Regions from separate parts of the Mus musculus genome. Here region 2 is linked to region 1. Evidence: chromatin contacts called from public Hi-C data. All regions are on one chromosome and are shown on one strand. The core of a region is the stretch at or near the end of the contact, and the rest is flanking DNA. Distances in the headings are between cores, read along the strand shown. Region 1 holds the start of Kprp (keratinocyte expressed, proline-rich). Region 2 has its middle 25 kb from the start of 2310050C09Rik.

Region 1 (2,823 bases), core at 6-2,505:
GAGGCAGAGGCAGGCACATCTCTAATTTCAAGGCCAGCCTGGTCTACAGAAAGAGTTCTAGGACATCTAGGGCTACACAAAGAAACCCTGTCTCAAAAAAAATAAAAGAAAGGAAAAGAAAAAAGAAAAGAAAAAAAGAAAAGAAAAAGAAAGAAAAGAAAAGAAAAGAAAAGAAAAGAAAAGAAAAGAAAAAACAAAAGCCAAAGCAACAACAACAAAAGAATGATGAATCTTTGTAGAATGTAAAACCATATATGCTATTATTGGAGGGTAACTATTGTCAGTCTGATAAAAGGTAGACACCCCCTAAACAGACTTAATTTATAAAGGAAAACATGGAGATCTACAACATTAGATAAAATCTATTTACTTTAAAAAATTATTAGTTTTAACAAAGTGCAGTAAAATGTAAAGAACACCCAGCTTGTGTTTATATGTCTCATGGGGTCACCTTGCTAGCTCTATTCTGAACTGTGCTGTCTTCTAAGACATGGAGTGCCTTAAGATGCTTTGGAGGACTGCTGTATAGCATCAGGCAAGCACTTGCTGTTCATCCTCTGTCTCCTCTGCTTTAGACTGGGTCATAGCAGATGCACATTGATCCAGTTGCATTTTTGTTTATGGCATGCTTACCAACATTGAGAAAATGTTGGCTATTTTGAACATCATTCTTGGTAAGAAAGATTTGTAAGAAAGAATTGTAGTTGCCAAGATAATTTTAAAAAGATTCATCCATTTTGGAGAAGAGCAAATTAACTTCTAGTTTAGCTATAAAGGTCTCCAAGCTGTAAGTCATCAGCACGAGACACTACATGCAGCTCTGACTTCACATTTTCCTCATTCTGAAGTTGACTTGATTTTAGACTTTAGGCTTGATTGCTTTACGTCAAGGAATGCTTCCTTCATTACTTCTATCTTGTGAGAATCTGAGGCAAGGAGAAGATAGAACATGGAGTAATTTTCTAGGAAAGATGATACCTCAGTGCCTCTTCACCACCTTCACCATTGAGTCCTGCTGGGATGGAAAGGAACCTGATAGGATGAAAAATGAGAAAAAATAATCTGCTTCTCTATAGCCTGGAAACTCTGGCACCAGGGACAGACACTCCCAACTCTGTAGGTGACTAGATGGACAGCACACAGGGAGGAAATTACGTGGTGGAATGTTACCTTGGGCAGATGCCAACCAGTTGTCTCATAGTGTGAGCCAGACCCACAACTCTTTATATAAACACAGCCTTCTGTCCAGATGCCTTAGCCTGAATGACTTTGTGCCTGCTGAGGAGGGTGAGTCTGGAAGCTGGGTCCTGGGATCATGGGTGATGGATATTCAAGGGGTCCCCAGACTGTAAAGACTGAGGAATGATTAAGGCAGAAGCTAGGGCAGAGGGACATCAGTCTGAGGTGGAACACTGACCAAGGATTATAAAATGTGTAGAATTTATGGGAAGAGATGGGGCTTTAAAGTTGGTGTATTTATCTTTGGCATTCCTGGTCTTTTCTCCAGGTATCATTTCTTTCTGTTAGGAACTTGTTGTCCCTGGAGAAGATACAATATTTATTTATTTTGAGTGGTTAGAGGCACAGAAGGATGGGTACAGTAGTTATTTATGTTCTGTGCATAGAGGCACAGGAGGATGGATCACCCTCTTTAGTGAACACAGACGCTTGCTACAAATGGGAAATGTCTAGCTCTGTTTTCCAGGGGGAGAATTTTGGGTATTTTGGAAGCTTGTGAGAGGTGCTTTGTTGTTATGATTCAATTGTCAATTTAACCTTGTGCTTTGACAGTCATTAGTCTACCTGAACAGACAGGTGGCTCTGGGAAAAGCAGATGGGAGTTACTGTATTTTCTTGCTAGCTAAGGGTAGTATAGGAGCATATACCTGAATGCCTTAGGGTATATTGTGATGAACACACAATGTAAATCCATAAGGGTTTCTGACTTGTCTTACTTGACTGTAAACTCTTGAATGTGATGAGGAATATGATAGTCTCTGGCTTATCTCAGTTTAATTAACTCCATTCTGCATCTCAGAGAGTCTTAGGAGAAAACATTTCTGAAGCCGTTGATTGTCATCCTCCAGGTCATTAATAACAGCAACCTTCCTGGACAAGTGGCCATTAATCTTAAGGCTGGTGTGTTTTGCATACAAAGTATATATATTTTCATATTTCTGTGAGGATCTATTTAAAATTTACTTTAAAAGACTGAATGCAAAGCAGCAGATATTGAACACTGGGTCTGACAGGTCCAGCATTTGCCTGGATCTGTTGCTAATTCAGTGGACTCTGGTGTAATGTGAACATAGATAATGCCAGTGCTCCCCCAGCCCTGCCTCGAGCTCATTTGCACATGTGGCTTGTGTATATGTTCCTGTGTGCATGGAAGTCTCAGTTTGGGCTATGCACAAACAGAAACAAGCTGTTACTTGTTTTTCCTGTAGGGCTGTTTTCTGCTACTTGACTTTGAATCTGCTTGTCATCACTGCTCTCTGGTGGCAGACATTGGTATGCCTAACTTTATACCCAGCTATGCAGAACTGAATTTTGGCACAACCAGGGCAGGTCTCATGAGCAATAGTGACTAGTATGGGCTCAGCTAAGTCAGTAAAGATTCTTGGTTGAAAGCATATAAAGAAAAACCAGAGAATATGCCAGGTTTCTTGTTCTAGATCCCAGCTCCTGACTACCATCTCTTAGCCTCCTGACCCTGGTTTCTCTACCCTCAGGTCTTGCTTACTCACCTGCACCAGGACCATGTGTGACCAGCAACCGATTCAGTGTTGTGTGCCGATACCCCAGTGCTGTGTCAAGGGTTCC
Region 2 (2,765 bases), core at 169-2,668, 68 kb before region 1:
CAGTTCCTCAGAAAATTGGACATAGTACTATTGGAATATCCAGCAATACCTCTCCTGGGCATATACCCAGAAGATGTTCCAACTGGTAATAATGACACATGCTCCACTATGTTCATAGCAGCCTTATTTATAATAGTCAGAAGCTGGAAAGAACCCAGATGTACCTCAACAGAGGAATGAATACAGAAAATGTGGTACATTTACACAATGGAGTACTACTCAGCTATTAAAAACAATGAATTTATGAAATTCTTAGGCAAATGGATGAATCTGGAGGATATCATCCTGAGTGAAATAACCCAATAACAAAAGAAGTCACTTGCTATGCACTCACTGATAAGTGGATATTAGTCCAGAAACTTAGAACACCCAAGATACAATTTGCAAAACACAAGAAAATCAAGAAGAAGGAAGACCAACACGTGGATACTCCATAACTCCTTAGAATAGGGAACAAAATACCCATGGAAGGAGTTGCAGAGACAAAGTTTGGAGCTAAGATGAAAGGATGGACTATCCAGAGACTACCCCACTTGGGGATCCATCCCATAATCAGCCACCAAACCCAGACACTATTGCATATGCCAGCAAGATTTTGCTGAAGGGACCCTGATATAGCTGTCTCTTGTGAGGCTATGCAGGTGCCTGGCAAACACAGAAATGGATGCTCACAGTCAGCTATTGGATGGAACACAGGGCCCCCAATGGAGGAGCTAGAGAAAGTACCCAAGGAGCTGAAGGGGTCTGCAACCCTATAGGTGGAACAACAATATGAACTAACCAGTACCCCCAGAGCTCATGTCTCTAGCTGCATATGTAGCAGAAGATGGCCTAGTCGGCCATCATTGGGAAGAGAGGCTCCTTGGTCTTGCAAACTTTATATGTCCCAGTACAGGGGAATGCCAGGGCCAAGAAGTGGGAGTGGGTGGGTAGGAGAGCAGGGCGGGCAGAGGGTATAGGGAACTTTCGGGATAGCATTTGAAATGTAAATAAAGAAAATATCTAATAAAAAAGGCAAAAAAAAAAGAGAGAAAAGAAAGAAAAAAGAAAAAAATTCTGTGACAAGATGCATTTAACAATGTAGTGACTGATCCCCAGAAACACAGCTACTGCATGGTAGAGAATCAAATCCAGGCAGTCTGACTCCTGGCCTTATATTCTCTATTTTTGCAGGCTCGTTTGTTTTAAGGATTAGTGGATTCCCTGAGTAGCTAGTAATGTATCTATAACTTGTGTAGCTGTGGACTTGACAATTCCAAGGTTGCCTTGCAACACAAAAATTCTATACTCACCTATGCTACCCTCAGCACTAACAACAAAGGGCAAGTGCTCTGTGCTCAACCCAAGGGGAGGGCAGGTCCAGAAATCCAGGCTGGGCTTCTCAAATGGCTATGAGAAAGAGATGACTCAGGTAGGTGTGTGGTTGTGCTGTGGCACTCCCTGGAGGCTGACACGTGACTGGGCCATGAGAAGGAGTTTCTCAGAAACGGCTGAGACCGGCTCTTCCCCATCAGTGACCAACACAAGGGACATTCCTTGTCATCTCCTCAGGGGGAAATTAGCAGCACTCAGAGAAACAGGGTGAAGTGTGTAAGCAGAGCGAGAGGAAGGAGAGAAGCCGGCAGGGAGTAGACCTACAGAGGATGCTTTTCAGAGCATGTAAGGTCCTGAGTTCAGTGTTCATTGGATTGCTGTTTTCATGGAATGAAAGTTCTCAACTCTGTGGCTGGAATTTTTCATTTTGACAGTACATGCCCACTGTTGCTAATAATTTCCAGTTATGAGTACCGACTGACATATTATCCATCTTCTTTATGTCTTCAGGTGGTAGTTCAGAAGTGCCAGTAGTTACATTAATGTGATACTTAGGGGTACCTGAGCAATCAGCTCATCATCTTAGGGCTACATTGATCCCAGCATATGGCAGTTGGGAGGCTCCATGGTTTTCAGACATGAAAGACTGACTGTGTCTACTGGAGACAGAACATGGTGGCAGATAAGTATCAGACCTGGCTCAATGCCTGATGTGGCTATGCAGTGCTATACCTCCCCTACCAGGACTCTGGCTCGCCCAGGACTAATCCTGATTCCCTTACACAAGATCCTCTGGGTGTGCTCTTCATCCACTCCAAACCTGATGTTCCTATTCCAGTCTCTCAACTACTTGAAGGGTTGGGACAGCCCAGGTGGGTTCTGAGCACTGGAAACAAAACAAAACAAAACAAAACAAAACAAAACAAAACAAAACAAAACAAAACAAAACAAAACAAAACCACAGCTGAGTCTTCCAAGAAGGAAGGTGAGAAGGGCAGTGTTTGAAGAAGTCTGAAAAATGGGTGTGCTCTTTGTGGAGCTGTAGTGAAGTTAACCTCTTAACATACAAGCAAAGAAAGAAACACAGCACTCGTAGAGGACATTGGCCCAGAGCCTGACTTGGAGCTGGCACTTTCCCCAGATGGGTAAGAACAAGGTTCTTTGGTTTCTCTTAGCTCCGCCTTGGGGCCTGGCAATGTATAAGCACCTTGTTGCTGATGAGTGTCTGCCAAGCCTGCAGAAACCTGTAAAAACCTGCAGAAGTCTGCAGGAGACTAGGAAGGCTGGCCCTTCCGAATTCCATTCAGGAATAGGACTTATAAAGGGAGGGGAAAGAAGAACCATTCTTAGTGCATATATTAATATGTTTTATCCTGTTAAAACTGCAGGTAGATTTCACAAATCTCTTTAAAGTTCAACTTACTCTTTCCAGGTGGAGATGCAAAAGTGGC

The links. A called contact is a pair of places that touch in the nucleus more often than the background predicts.
Region 2: a Hi-C map of epidermal suprabasal cells shows a contact between it and region 1, with 4 times the contacts expected there. The contact joins the enhancer-like site here to the promoter of Kprp in region 1. A contact is called at or near these places in 2 of 39 promoter capture datasets (both in the 3T3-L1 cell line), 9 of 484 Hi-C or Micro-C datasets (the C2C12 cell line, cerebral cortex, cortical neurons and 3 more), 1 of 115 datasets of contacts at active chromatin or transcription factors (embryonic stem cells) and 1 of 9 other capture datasets (liver).

The regions. Positions count from the first base shown.
Region 1 is chr3:92,825,679-92,828,501 of GRCm38.p6, reverse strand. Kprp (keratinocyte expressed, proline-rich) reads left to right here and starts at 1,255. Exons shown (of 2, transcript NM_028629.1): 1 at 1,255-1,287; 2 at 2,733-2,823. The coding sequence starts at 2,761.
Region 2 is chr3:92,893,979-92,896,743 of GRCm38.p6, reverse strand. No RefSeq gene overlaps it. Among named protein-coding and RNA genes, the nearest start is that of 2310050C09Rik, 25 kb to the right of the region's middle. Within about 2 kb of position 1,418, at least 11 of the 459 cell types and tissues checked have an H3K27ac peak or open chromatin away from gene starts, as enhancers often do. A contact at or near this core is called in epidermal suprabasal cells, where this site is marked.